3 separate regions of the Mus musculus genome follow, and regions 1 and 3 are each linked to region 2. Evidence: chromatin contacts called from public Hi-C and promoter capture Hi-C data. All regions are on one chromosome and are shown on one strand. The core of a region is the stretch at or near the end of the contact, and the rest is flanking DNA. Distances in the headings are between cores, read along the strand shown.

Region 1 (4,695 bases), core at 161-2,660, 1.0 Mb after region 2:
TACTCAAGCCTCGTAGCTATTTCCCCTTTGGGAAGTCTGGGTAAGTTGGTGGGACTTGAGGATTGTGTTAGAGCTCTTGTTTCTTCCATTTTCTGCTATTTCTCCGGGGCCAAGTTGCTGGAACTGGCACGAAGGGTAACCGTAGAGTGGGCAGTAGCTTGGAGATAAGGAACTCAAAGGGAAAAGGTGGGGGTCCTTGAAGTATAGTCCTGGGACACTTGATCTCTCCCTTCTCAGTCTACACTGGGCCACTCTGCACGTCCTGCCTGACATCCTGAGGCCCGGCCCCCTCTGCTGCCCTGAACTGTCCTCCCAGCCTTGGCACTGGGCAGCCCTGGAGCGCGCTAGCCAAGTTCCAGAAGAGGATCCGACACGCCCGGGGGTTTGAGAAACCAGGCAGCAGGAGGCACAGACGCGGACAGTCCTTAGACCGACGACAGGCAGCCCCCCCCCCCAACTTTGCTCCCAGGCGAGGGTCCTGGGGGAGGCGGCCAAGAGCACAAACCCCCCAAACCCACTCCCCGTGCCCCACGGCGACACTCTACTAGCTGGCTTCCCAAAGCTAGCGCCCTGCTCGCCCAGCGCCTGCGAAACCCACGCGGGTTCCCGCGTCCCGGGGTGACGACTGCCGCAGCCGCCAGGGCCTCCTGGGCTCCTCACCCCTCCCGCCCCGTGCTAGGCACCCGGGGCCAGGCCCCCACCGGGCTGTCGCGTCACCCGCCCCCTGGGCCCCGCACTCCCCGGCGCTGGCTCCGGGGCACCCAGCTCCCTCCCGTCGCGCGGCCCTCGGGGACTCACCTGCGCTGGGGCTGAAGCGGCGGCTACCCCGAGCCCGGGGGCGGCGGCGCAGGGGGAGGAGGGCAGCACGGGGCTCCTGGCACAGTGGCCGCCGGGCGCCTGGTGCAGCGGAGCCGCGGACCCGCCCAGAGATATAAATAACATTATCTGAGGAGGGACATTCCTGCCGGGGGACATCGCTGCTGCCGGGACCAGATAGTCCCGCGGCGGGGGCGGGGAGGCGGGGCTGCAGCCTCCCGCAGCGCCAGGCCCGCCTTCCCCACCCACTCCTGCACCTGCCAATCAGACTGCGCGCCCGGGGGCACCTGCCTAGCCGCTAGCGCCGCCGCCGCTGGGACCTGGGACGCCAGGGTCCTCTCTCACCTCCCCTGATCCCGCACACACAGAGCCCCTTGCCACGGGAAGAGGACTCGACTCTGCTGCTCCGGCCTAATTTGTGTGCCCGGAGCCGCAAGCTGGCGGCGAAAAGGAGTCCTCCCAGCCTTTCCCGCCTAGCGTCCCTGCAGACTACGATCTGGTTTTGAAAAAACATCTAAAGACCCGTTTAGGCCATAGGGTGGGTGAGGAGGGCGCCCCGGCTGTAATGCCCCTCCGGAGATAGGCTGGAAGGGACAGATTGTTCCCGCGGGCGGGTTACGTTAGAAAGCGCGCTCCCGGCCGGCTACAACCGGCTGGTAGTAGGAGCAGACGCTGGGAGCACAGGGGGTGGGCACTGGGCCGAGGCCCCCGCCCCCAGCCTGCGGGCTGGAGGCCGCGGCTCCTGCTTGTAAGCAAGGTACTGTCCCGGAGAACCCGGCTGTGCTGGTTGGTGGCGCTCAGCCTACAGTTGCATATTGCAGGGTCCATAATCAACAGGCAAGCCAGCATACCAGCCCACCTGCACCATCCTGTGAGCCCGGGTCTCCGGGCAAGACCCTGCTTTCTCACTGCAAGCTTTGGTAGGGTGGTGTACAGCAGGCCAGAGGAGATGCTAGAACCAAGGGTGTCAAGTACATCTGCGACTAGGGAGGGTGACACACGGACGAACACGGGCGGCTTGCAAGGCAGGCTATTTCCTTGACTTTTTAACAATACAAGGTCATCGCTCTGTAATGTTGGTTGCGTGCCTTGCTGTACCTTTCCTTGTTTTATTTTTATGGGGGGGGGGGAGGGGCGGCCCTCCATACGCTGTGCCTGGGATGGTCTCTCACAGACTATCAACCCGGGTAATCGCAAGTGTAATGGAGACACCAGTGGCGATTAAAAAGAGCATAGATGCAGAAGGGAGCTTTAACTTTGATGCTCCCCGGAATTCTTAACAGGAAACAGCCTTTCTCTTGACTTGTTTGCTTGAGTGTATAATTACGCTGTTTTCTAGGATTCATGAGCAAAGTGTGTTGAGTTGCCAGATGTTCAAGCTTAGTATTGGGTATTAAAGGTACGCAAAAGATATTTCACTGCCTGCTGCCGTCACACTTCTTTTGAGAGTAGGTATTTGGACAGTAAAAATGCTAATTGGGACAAAATCCACAGGTATTAAAAAGCCATAGAACTCTTCCCTCCCCTTTTGCCTGAGTTCTTATTACATACTAATTTCCCAAATGGCATCAGTATTACAAGGAAAATGACACACCGGCCTGGGCTATCCTAGAGGTTAACAGCGACCTCCCACCTCCTTCCCCCACTCAGACCATCTAGCAATTCTCTGTAGTGAGCAAGAGCTGTAGATCTTAAGCAAAGCACACATTTAGCACTCCAAAGGCCCTGGGACTCCCCAATATCCTCCAGCACCACCCCAAACCATTTGCTTTGCTTGTTGTTGAGTTCAAAATCATCTTTTTAGGAACTAATTCCTGGCAAAAACAAAAAACAGGCCAACTTCAAAAGCTGAGACTTAGATATCACAAGTAGAAATCCTTGATCTATTTTTGAAAGAAAAAGGGAGGGTTGGAATTATGTATTTATGTGTTTTAAACCGTGTGTGAATAAACTTATTAAATAAATTCATGAATCCCAGAATTGCAGCTTTGCAGCTACGTAATTATATATTAGAGGAAACAGATAATTCTTAGCTATAGGCTTGAGGCTCTGAACTGAATGGTTGCACACATATTTTCCTTTGGAGCGTTCAAATTTATAATTTTCAACCACAAGAAAAAAATGAATATGACGACGACAAACGCTCCAAAGCAACAGACAGATTAGTCCAAGATTTTACAAACCAGCTCTTCTGCTGTGGCTATCTCGACTTTAGCTGAACGATAAATAATTCAATACAACCTCATTTGCTGCAGATCCTGTTATCCTGACAACATCCCCAAATGCTTCCCAGCTAATAGAGTTACAGTGACATGATAAATCAGAGCCCAGTGAGAGAGGAAGTTTAGAAGTGCAGAGAGAAAGGGCATTGCACAAGCACAGGAATGAGAAATTCGGGACAGTGTGGGGGAGGGAGGGGGGACACTGATAGAAAGGTTCACTATCAAGGTCATTGTTGAGACAGAGCGTCTTCAGGGGCCTTCTTAGAAAACTGTACAGTATCTATAAAGTATCGTTGAGAATTCTCTACAGGAGATAAAGATGGACCTTCATCTTCATTGGTCAAAGGACTGTCCCTGCCCATCTTGACAACCTGGATTTCCAAGGTTCCCTGTAAGCTTCCCTAGTTAATCTGCAGCTTTGGAAGAGTTCTGGGACCCGAAGGGAGAGCTTAAGACTTTAGTAGATGCTGTGAGCCAAGGTTTGGGAGGAAGCCTTCAGAGACTGAGTGCCCAGCTCTAGCTGAAATCAATAGGTGAGGCTAAGGGGGTGGATGTAAGTAAGGACACTAGAGTCGTCTAACTATAGGGGGATGTCTGCTAGTCTCCTTCTCCTTCATAGTCTCTCTCTCTCTCTCTCTCTCTCTCTCACACACACACACACACACAGTTCTTTGAGAATTCCTTACATGTCTGCATCATATTCACTCCCCCAGCTCTTCTCAGAACCACTCCCTTTTCTTTAACCTCCCTCCCCCAATTTTATGCTTTTATGCCTTCCCCCAACCCTTTAAGATTAATTTGTGCTGCCCAAATATGCTATTTTTATTGAACCACAAAGCCAAAGCTATTTAAGTAAACCACTTTGAATTAAACATGAACATATATATTAGAAAGATACTCAAAAGCAAATGCAAAGCTAACCCTGACTAATTCAAGTCCTTAGTGGCAATAATGAAGGAATCAAGAATTCATGATACTAGCACGTACTATACCCTTTAACTGAGCTCCAGTCCAGGAAAGGAAACCGAATTTTCCTTCCCATGTCTGGGATTACCTAAGGGTGCCACTTCCTTCTCAGTGTGCAGACAAGAGAGAAGCAGTAAGGCTAATTTCTCAAGCACACCACTGAGAACCAGGAGGGGCTGAGGACTGGGGCTCAACCCTTTGCCCTCATGCCTCAGACTCCTAACGGCTCCCCCATCCTCCCATTTTTGTTCTCTTTCGATTCTTTTTCCACGTAGCAGCCAAATTCTACTCTAAGAAGGAAATCTGATTGTGCCACTCGGTTACATTAAATCACCCGTGGCTTCCCAATACTTTCAGGATACAGTGCTAAGCACTTAGCACATGAGACAAAATCAGTAAAGATAAAATGAGTGAATAAGTGAACAAATCAGGAATTAAATGAGGTTGCAATCTTGGAGGCCAACCTGAGAAGTCAATAAAAATCTTTTTTTCCCTCTGGGTTATAGATACATTATATGTAACTTGTTTGTTTGTTTGTTTGTTTGTTTGTTTGTTCGAGACAGGGTTTCTCTGTATAGCCCTGGCTGTCCTGGAACTCACTTTGTAGACCAGGCTGGCCTCGAACTCAAAAATCCGCCTGCCTCTGCCTCCTGAGTGCTGGGATTAAAGGCGTGCGCCACCACACCCAGTT
Region 2 (4,874 bases), core at 698-3,197:
GGCCACCCTGGTCTACAAAGTGAGTTCCAGGACAGCCAGGGCTATACAGAGATACCCTGTCTCAAAAAACAAAACAAAAAAACAACAAAAAGCAATGTCTTAAGCTGGATGTGAGACACTGGCCTTTAACCCCAACATGCAGGAGGCAGAGGCAGGTGGATCTGTGAGTTCAAAGCTAGCCTAAATTCTAGGTCAGCCAAAGCTACATAGGTTGAAGCCCTGCCTCAAAAACAACAAGAAAGATACACACATACACACACACAAAACACACAATGTTTTCAGTTCTATTTATAATAAATAGAAGGTGCAGTTCGGTTGATGTGAAAGCCTATAATTCCAGCACTTGAGAGAACACCAAGTTCTCTAAGTTTAAGGCTAGCCTAGTTTACAAAGTGAGCTCTAGGACCACCAGAACCTCACAGAAACCCTGACTCCAAAACCCCAAACCAACCAACCAACCCAAACCAACCAACCCTGAAAGTTGCAGAAAACAGTCAAGATTTTAAACAAAGGTGGACACGAAAGAAACCTCAACAGTCACAGGGGCTGACTTACTTTTGCCCTGTTCTATAAAATCTAAGGTAAAAAGACGAGCTAGACACTTCTCACTTCTGCTCTCTAGATAGTACTGTCCTGACCCCAAGATAGGCGGGTAAGTAGTCAACACAGAGGTATCTCACACTTACATTGTTAACTAGGCTGCATGATTTTGTGGTCTTTAAACAAGAAGCAGAAACAGGTATGGTTGATACCAATAACATAGACTATAAGTCCACATCTTCACTGAATTATCACAACACTGAGAAGCAATTTGGCACGGACCATGCACTTTTTAACAACCTGATGATTGCAAAGCAAAGTTAGGAAGTAGACCTTTAGACTGATGCCTTCCTACCAGTTCATCTTACTTGGATAATAACCAATTAACTGGTTTCCTGGTACACTGTTTAGGATTTTAAAATAATTTCTTTTTTCTTTCCTTTTCTTTTTTTGTTTTTTCAAGACAGGGTTTCTCTGTGTAGCCCTGGCTGTTCTGGAACTCACTCTGTAGACCAGGCTGGCCTCGAACTCAGAAATCCGCCTGCCTCTGCCTCCCAAGTGCTGGGATCAAAGGCGTGTGCCACCACTGCCCGGCTTTAAAACAATTTCAAGTTAGGAAAGAAAACAGGAGCGTTTTACTAGTTGTACTATCTTTAATTTTACATTTGTGGAAGCTGAATTCCCTCAATTTAAGTTGTCAGAGTTAGCCTAAATGAGACATTTCACAAAAATAAGATGCTGCCAGCACTGCCTCTTGGGTGGTTTTCGTTGTGAATTAGGTTTGTGTGTGTGTGTGTGTGTGTGCATGACAAAGTTTTCCCAAGAAGCACTGGTTAGCTGGAAACTCAAAGAGATCCTCTTGCCTCTACCTCCCTCCCAGTCAGTACTGGGATCCCCGGTGTGCTTCACCACACCCGACCAGCACCTAGCTCGGTGGACAGCTGTGTGGCCTAGATGACACCACACACGTAAGGAACTTAGCCTAGTAGCCTGCATCACAGCACATACTGTACGACTTGGCTCCGCGTACCAAATGAAAAAATCTGCTTTTTGATGTGGAAAAAGGCCGGAGCCAGGAGGTGGGTGTGGGATGAGTGAGAGGAAGGGCAGGCAAGAGCGAGCAGGGACCTACCCACCCTTCCTCGAAACTGAAGCAGAGACCTTCGGGTGGCATGGACCCCACATCCTGGCATACAGAGACCCACGCGGTCCCTGCGCATGCACGTGCTCCCTCTCACACCACCCGCTCCCCTTCTGCGCTCCCCGCCCAGGGCTCTCCACGCGCGTGCCACCCAGTGGCCGCCGGTCGAGAGAGCTGCCCGCCCTGCCCAGCAGAAAGTACCTCCGCAGCAAACCCCACACTGGAGCTGGAGAAAACGCACGCTCTGCCCACGGCCGGCTGGAACTCCGCCCTCCGGCTCTGATTGGGTAAAAATATAGAGGAAGCTGAAGCGGATTGGTCCATAGCACAGAGGCCGGACCATAACCAGCGGGCTCTTCTGAAGCGGGAGCCGCGCGCCTTTGCTTGCTACCTTCCGATTGGACGAGGGCAGAAGGTCTGCGCATGCGTAACTCGGTCTACGGACCACGCCATACAACACCTCCCTCTAGGTCAGGTTAACGGAAGTCCCTGGGACCCAGCTTCCTGGACGTGTGGCCAATAAAAGGCAAGATCGTCACCGATTCCGCCTTTTCATGCGGATGTGGCTTTGCAGTTTCTTCCAGCACTTCTTCCGCTTCCTCGGACTCGGGTGTAAAGTTATTTCGCGGACCAGAGGAGTGGGGCTGAGGCAGGATTTCGTGGATCTGAAATAACCACACGTGATCACAAAGCCTAGCTATACAGGCGGGTTTGAACGAGCAGTATCCGGCCTTCACTCCAGCATGGCTATGACTCAAGGTTGACAGGAGCGCAATTACAAAATCTGGAGGTAGTTTTGCCTCGGCCCCAGGTAACTCTGGGAATTGAAGTCCATAATGGTCAGGTCCTGTCTCATCTGTCCTATTTTGATGTTGCTTTTAAACTTTAGTTTGATACAGGGCTGATGTTCCAACTGTAGTGGAGACATGACATCTGGCCCTACCAATAGGGGAATGAGCTCTGTCCTTGAACACCAAGAAGCCCTGAATCTAGTTTAGGTGGACTCTACCCTCTTTTCATTATAGATGAATACCTGTGGTATAACAACCATGAGACCGCGTTTTCCAGTGTAAACAATTCAGAAAATACGTACTTGGTTAAGCGATAATGCAAACAAGCCAGATTGTCCCTGGAAATACATTCGGCTGGGACTCGTGAAATTAACGTGCTGTGTATACCCACAGGAATCTGAATAAGGGGAACTAACTAGGGGATATATCTTGGTGCTGTTAAAAGGTATCCTTCCCCTGGAAATCCCCCCAAGGTGAGTTTAGGTTGGTCCCATTTACAGCTAGTAGAGTTGGAGATAGAGATTATTGTTTGATTAGTTGCAGTTTCTAATTAATATCGGTCTTGGTGTCATGGCATAGCCAGGAGTCCTGACCTACAGTGGGTTAAGAATGGTTAGGGAACTGACATACTCTTTTCATATCCTGAACACTGAGATGCTGGCTTCCACTGCCTTCTGGACCTTTATCTATGAAGTTACTAAAGGGAATTCCTGGGGGAAATTGGAGTTGGGAGCTTGCCATCCTAGGGGGCTTGTAACCTGACCCCCCGGGGTTTTGGTCTTTGCCATGCCCTGATCTTTATATCACAGGTAGTGATGGTTCTTATTTTAGGACTATGAAGGGATCCGTGTAACCCGGAGAGGACTCAGTTTTGCTATCCAACCAAGAACAATGGCTTTCGGGGAAGGGGCATCAACTGCAGCCATAGTGCTGGACCCAGGGATGCGCTTCTCCCCAGGAGCAAGTGAGCCATGCCCCAGTAGTCTCTGGTTGTAGCACTTTACAGAAATCTACCTGGAAGGTAGTTTGGGTTTCAGTGGATAGATTGGTTAAGAGCTCCCTGGTTCTGGTTTTTTACATTTTTATACCCAGTGCCCTGACGTATGGGGACTTGGGAGCCTTTCCAAAAGGAGAGAAAAAGACAAAATAGGACAACTATGATTCTAGGGCCCTTGTCAGTCTTTAGGGGTTTGGAGGACCTAGTGACAACTCATTTGTCATTATTTTCTGTAGCCTCCTTCAGCTGGATATGGTGCATTCATGGGGTGACCTTCATTGCTGTTCCAGTCCAGATCCTCTTTACCCATATGAGGTCACCAGGCTGGAACTTGCAGGCAGGCTCAGACAGGAGACAAAGATACAGCCTCTCCAATGATCTGATGAGTCTTGCAGGGCCTGTAAGGACTTGAGAAGGCAATGGTTAGTAATTTCTGACTGGTGCATCTGGCCCTCGGGAGGGCAAAATGTAGAAAGCTGGCCCAATTTTTTGCCATTATTAAAGCCGTATTTTAAGAGTTTTGTTTTTATTCTTTTTATCCTGTCCTGAGCTTTGTGGCCTGTCTAATTAGTGTGTAACGCTTTTCCCAGATTTGGGAATATTTTGACTATGAGGGCCAGACCGTGTCAGACCCCAGAATATGGGCAATCCAAGCCTATGGACCAACTCCTGGAGAAGCTTTTGTGGTAATTGATGCAGCCTCTGCTGGTTGGGGTAGAAATCTCCTCAACCCAAGAAGCTAGGATGTTCTTGTAGACCCAAAGGCAATAGGTTTTATTTCTATTTTATTTCAGTAAAGTTCAGTTCCCAGTCCTCTCTGAGGGTGTTCCTGGGCCTGGATCCCAGCCAGGGCTTCTCTTCCTCCTTTGGGCTTTGCCTGTGCTCAGATGACACACCTGGAAGTCTTTGACAAGACTCTAGGTGGCGCATGTAGTATCCAGGCCCGAGGAGCTCAGCAGTTTTTATGACCCTAAGATTCATGGCTTTGGTTGAGCTCCATTACCAGCTGTCTTCTAAGAGCTGTTGGAAGGACTGGCCTTCTGTCTGGCAGCATCCATCAAAGCTCATTAAGCTTATGATTTTCTTTGGCACTCTCTCAGTTGGCCCAGACAATCTCCTCTGATGTCTAGTTGGAACATTGAAGTAGATTCAGTCAACATCACCAAAATCTGAAGACAAGTCTAGGCCTGCCTCCGGGGTGACCAAGTCTACCACCCTGTTACCCTATGTTTTGGGAGGAACTTCACCTTTGCTGACCATTGGCCATTGTCTTAGGTAGCCTGAGGACTTCCAACAATGTCAGAATCTCCCTTGATATTTGATTCCCTTGTTGGAGGTGAGGAGCCCTCTTTTTCAGTACAAGGCCCTAAGTATGTGGGCTATGGAAAAGCCTTACCAGATAGTG
Region 3 (4,831 bases), core at 1,682-4,181, 1.2 Mb after region 2:
GCACACCTTTAATCCCAGCACTTGGGAGGCAGAGGCAGGTGAATCTCTGAGTTCGAGGCCAGCCTGGTCTACAAAGTGAGTTCCAGGATAGCCAGGGCTATACAGAGAAACCCTGTCTCGAAAAACCAAAAAAAAAAAAAAAAAAAAAAGTAAGAAAATTAAAAAGATGGACATATGATAGTGTATACCCATATGAAGCCTCCAGCACTGAGTCTCCATCTCACACTTGGAATCTGAGTACTGTTTGCCTCAGAAGGGAGAGATGACCAATTGTGTAATTCTATATAGGTATGATCTTAGACATGTGACTTGGGGTTGAATAGGAGAGTATTAAAATGTTCTGAGCAGGGAGTAGAGTACATGTGCCTTGTATGTGTTGTAGAGATCAAACTCAACCTTGCACACACTAGGTACTTCCACTGAGCTATACTACCAGCCCCGGGACATTTATTGTCTTTCCCCACAACCCCTCATCTTAAATAATTGAACCTTTTATCCTGATGGGGTTGTTTTTTTCCTTTCTCATGTGCACGTGGTGTGCATAGGTATGCATGGCTTTGTATGTTTGTGGGCACATGTTTGTATGTGCACGTGAAGGTCTGGGGTTGATGCTAGGAATCAGCCTTACCTGCTCTTCAACCTTAATCATTCCGGCAGGGTCTCTTAGGTAAACCCAGAACTCACTCACCCAGCTGTTCAGCTTGTTCTGGGTGCTCTCTGCCTTGGCCTTCTGAGGCTGGAGTTACAGACAGATAACACACCCACCCACCACTTATGTGGCTTCTTGGATCTGAACCCTGGTCCTCAAGCTTGTCCAACAAGTTGTATTGAACCACCCTCCTGCTCCTGGTTTAGTTCTGTTGATGTAAATCCTGGAAAAAATCCTTGTTTATTGCTGTCCAAATGTGGTAGGTTTTTCCTAAAGATTGAAGTGTGTGTGTGTGTATGTGTGTGTGTGTGTGTGTGTGTGTGTGTGTGTGCGTGCGCGCGCGCCTGAGTGTGTATATGTACCATGTGTGTGTGAAAGTCTGCAGAGACTAGGAGAGGGTGTTTAAAAGCCTAGAACTGGAGTTAAAAGAGTTACAGGTAGTTGTGAAATGTCACATGGGTTCTGGGAACCCAACCCAGGTCCTCTGCAAGAGCATCAAATATTCTTTACCAATGAGCCGTCTCTCCAGCCCCATAAAGATTTCAATTACACCTGTGTGTCTGTGTGTGGTTAGATGCACATGAGTACAGATGTACTTTAGAGGTCAAAAGAGGGCATTGGATCCCTGGAGCTGGAGATGAAGGCAGATGTGAGTGGCCAGTTAGGGTGATGGGAAATAAAAAGGTCCTCTGTAAGAGCAACAAGTGTTCTTCACCACTAAGCTGTCTCTCCAGCCTCACAGGGCTTTCCTAAAATCACCACTCTAACATTGTATTTGTGAGGTATATAAGGATATACTCATTCAAGGGTTATCAGAATTAACCGAAGCATGCACAAGTATATTTATGGCATGTTCCTTCAAATGCCGTTCTGTCTTCTTGCTGTCCTTCATTGTTTTGTTATAGATGGCTACTACTTTGGTTTTCAGCTTAAGAGACCTAAAGAAAGAAGGGTCTGGCTCAGCCACCAAATTTAATTAGAACTCAGTTTCTTCTGTCAGTTTCAAAGACATTTTTATTTTCTTTCCTTTCTAATTTCGAAAAATTTCATTCTGTGTGTGAGCCTGTATTTACTGTGCCTTCTCTTTTCTTTAAAGTTCTAGTTTGTTTCCTTTTTTTGTTTAATTGTTTCTGAAGAGAGAGAGAGAGAGAGAGAGAGAGAGAGAGAGAGAGAGAGAGAGAAGATGTGGAGTTGGGTGGATGGGGAAATTGGGAGGATTTGGGTGAGGGAAACTGTGATTTGAATATATTGCATGAAAAAATCATTTTCAAATATATACGTATGTATATATATATGAAACAGTAACATTAAAAACGTGTATGGGTATTTTGCCTGCATGTGCACATGTGCATTACTTGTGTGTATGTTGTCTGTGGAGGCCAGAAAAGGGCGTCAGATCCTCTGGACCTGGAGTTATGGGTGGCTGTAAGTCTCCAGGTGGCTGCTTGGAATCCTGTGGCGCTGCAGCCCCTGCTGAGCCACCCGTCCAGGCCTGACTCTATTATTATTTTCTGTCATACCATAATTGGAAGCTGTCAAATATTTATGTTCACTTATTTAATTCTGCCTATTCCTCAAAAATGAAATTCAGATGTAATCTAAGGAAAAGGGCATTGTAATTTTGTTCACTTCTGCATTCCTGGGCTCTGGCACGGAACAAGTAGCAGGAGCTCCATGAATATTTGTTGATATTTCTTTGGATGATGCATTTACACTCATTTCTTCTATGGTATTTTAGTTTCTTTTAGTTTCTGCCATTGCACTGTAACCTCCAAAGGAGAAAATTACAGTACTACATTTCTCTATCTCTGAGTATTGAGACCTGCAATTCTGCTAATGCACAGAAAAGCTGAGGCTTCTCCTAAGAGGCTGTCAAGGACCCAAAGGTGCATGGTAATTCTATTAGTTAATAGCGTGACTGAGGTACTCAAGAGAGATGTCAGAAATGCTTTTTTTTTTTTTTTTTTTTTTTAGGTTACATTCTTAGGGTTCTTGAACAGCTGAAATCGCAAGCTACTGCATTACAATTAGGCGAGAGCGAAACGTTGACGTTTTCTTTTTTATTATTTGCATAACGAACCGAGGCATCCTAGATCTCCTTTCTCCAGAAAGCTGATCTCCTGCAGCAGCTCATCTGTCCGACGGGGGGCGGCAGTATCCCAGTAACTCACTTCTTGAAGATGTGTAGGTGGGAGGAGAGATTCGCGTTCAAAATCTTTTTGACTCTACGGACTTTCCGTAGCGCCTTAGCCCGCTCGAGTTTCAATGCGCGTTGTTGCTGGATGAAGCTGAGTCCTATACAGCGCTCGCAGCTCTCCCGATCATGGCTTCTTCGAGTTCCTTCACCTATTATTGTCCTCCATCTTCCTCCCCTGTTTGGTCAGAACCGCTGTATAGTCTGAGACCTGAGCACGTGCGGGAGCGGTTGCAAGACGACTCAGTGGAAACAGTCACATCCATAGAACAGGTGAGGTGGCAGGACTGGGCGAGGCGCCCGCGCGGGGCCTTCTGGGAGTAGGAGTCCCTTTTGTAAGCCCGTCTCGGGGCAAAACTCTCCATGGAACTACAACTCCCGTAGTGCACTGCGCCCCCGCCCCCGAGCTCTAGGCGCCCAGACTGGGGCTTCCGAGTGGAGCGTTTTCGGGGCTTACTTGGGTAGGAGAGGGTTGTTGTCAGGGCTGGGTTTGGAGAACAGGACAGTACCCCTGATCTCTCTGCTTCGGACGTTGTAAAGGATCTTGTTTCGTGTCTGGAGTCCACAGCAGCCTGGGCGGACCAGGTAGTCCGCTCCGTTCTGTTTAGATGTCTTGAGGTTCTAGGACCGACCGCTCACTTTTCTTCACATGTTCGCAGTTTCCGGACATCTAGGGGATCGAACGGCCGGACTGTGGTCATGTCATCCCTAAATCGATTTAATTTCTGACCTATTGGGTCAGGTTGAGGCCTACCTCGTGGTGGGTAACCATTTGAGCACTTGCTGTTGAACGCTGGAAATACAGAAAAAGATAACAGCCCCTAGGCAAGAGCCTGGTTGGGCAAGACAGACTGGAAAACTGTATAGTTCGGAAAGCACAAAAAAGTATGGAGTTTGAACTGCTTGTGATTCACTAAGGCCTAGAGTGTACCAGACATGCCATTTTGAAAAGTGTTTTAAGGTGTGAGTAGTGAGTTGATAGCTTACATTTTTCTCACTCTCCATTTGGAATTGTTCCCAAATCGGTTGTTGTAGAGCTGTTTACCCATCTGTTACTAGAAGTGGTCAGGATGAGTCCTGTCGCTAAGGAATAGGCATTCAGCCACTTACTAAAATAAGATCTTACTAAGATCACTACTCAGGCTTAACTGTGGAGGGACCGGCTTCATCTTATCTTAAAGCTGTGAGCCTCTATTTAGGCAAAACTAGCAGCAAATAATGACTGTATAAAAATTTCAGTTTTTATGTGTGCGAATGTGTGTATGGCATGTGTTTGTACGTGTTGATACCAGGACACACAATATGTGGGTTCGGAAGATCCAACTGAAGTTGGCAGGCTTGCATAGGAAGCACCTCTACCCACTGAGCCATCTCTCTTGCCCTAAAGATTCATAACAGAACAAGGGATTGGACACATGGTTATTCACCTAGTAGCAGAGGGACTGTTTTAATCTTTGAGTCAATGCCTTGTGGGCTTTAGGGTAATAAAGGGAACTTTTTGGCTTCAGCTCTCTAACCTAGTTAACTGTGTCCCACAGAAGACTTTTATAAAACATTGCAAAGAAATCTTTCATCAGTGACAAAATCTTCAGAATCTTTGCAGGGTTTGGAGCAATTTGGGGTTTTTTGGTCTGTTTGTTTTTTCGAGCTAGGGTTTCTCTGTGTAGCATTGGCTGCCTGGAACTACTCCGTAGACCAGGCTGGCCTCGAACTCATAGAGATCTGACTGCCTCTGCCTCTCAAGTTCTGGGCTAGAACATGTGCCTCTACTACTTGGGTAGAGCGGTGTTTCTGTAGTTGATAAGACAACTACAAGCCTTTTCTTTTGAAGTTACAGGGTTAAACAGGACACACACACGTACACCATTTATATCTTTAACTGATCTGACTTAGAATAGCGGTTCTCAACCTTCCTAAAGCTGTGACCCTTACTATAGTTCTATAGTTCCACATGTTGTGGCCACTCCAACCATAAAGCTGTTTTAAAA

The links. Promoter capture Hi-C pulls out the DNA fragments that hold promoters and counts their contacts. Hi-C and Micro-C count contacts between places; a contact is called where the count stands out from the background.
Region 1: a promoter capture Hi-C map of hippocampal neurons shows a contact between it and region 2, with 2.7 times the contacts expected there. The contact joins the promoter of Sptb here to the promoter of Wdr89 in region 2.
Region 3: a contact with region 2 is called in a Hi-C map of B cells, with 9 read pairs. The contact joins the promoter of Fntb here to the promoter of Wdr89 in region 2. A contact is called at or near these places in 1 of 39 promoter capture datasets (pre-B cells) and 1 of 484 Hi-C or Micro-C datasets (B cells).

What each region holds. Positions count from the first base shown.
Region 1 is chr12:76,709,137-76,713,831 of GRCm38.p6, forward strand. It overlaps Sptb (spectrin beta, erythrocytic), which reads right to left and starts at 1,411. Exons shown (of 36, transcript NM_013675.3): 1 at 799-1,411.
Region 2 is chr12:75,667,590-75,672,463 of GRCm38.p6, forward strand. Wdr89 (WD repeat domain 89) reads right to left here and starts at 1,948. Exons shown (of 2, transcript NM_028203.1): 1 at 1,883-1,948. It overlaps Gm34717 (a long non-coding RNA gene), which reads left to right and starts at 2,136. Exons shown (of 3, transcript XR_381697.2): 1 at 2,136-2,492.
Region 3 is chr12:76,834,536-76,839,366 of GRCm38.p6, forward strand. It overlaps Fntb (farnesyltransferase, CAAX box, beta), which reads left to right and starts at 2,932. Exons shown (of 12, transcript NM_145927.2): 1 at 2,932-3,116. The coding sequence starts at 2,973.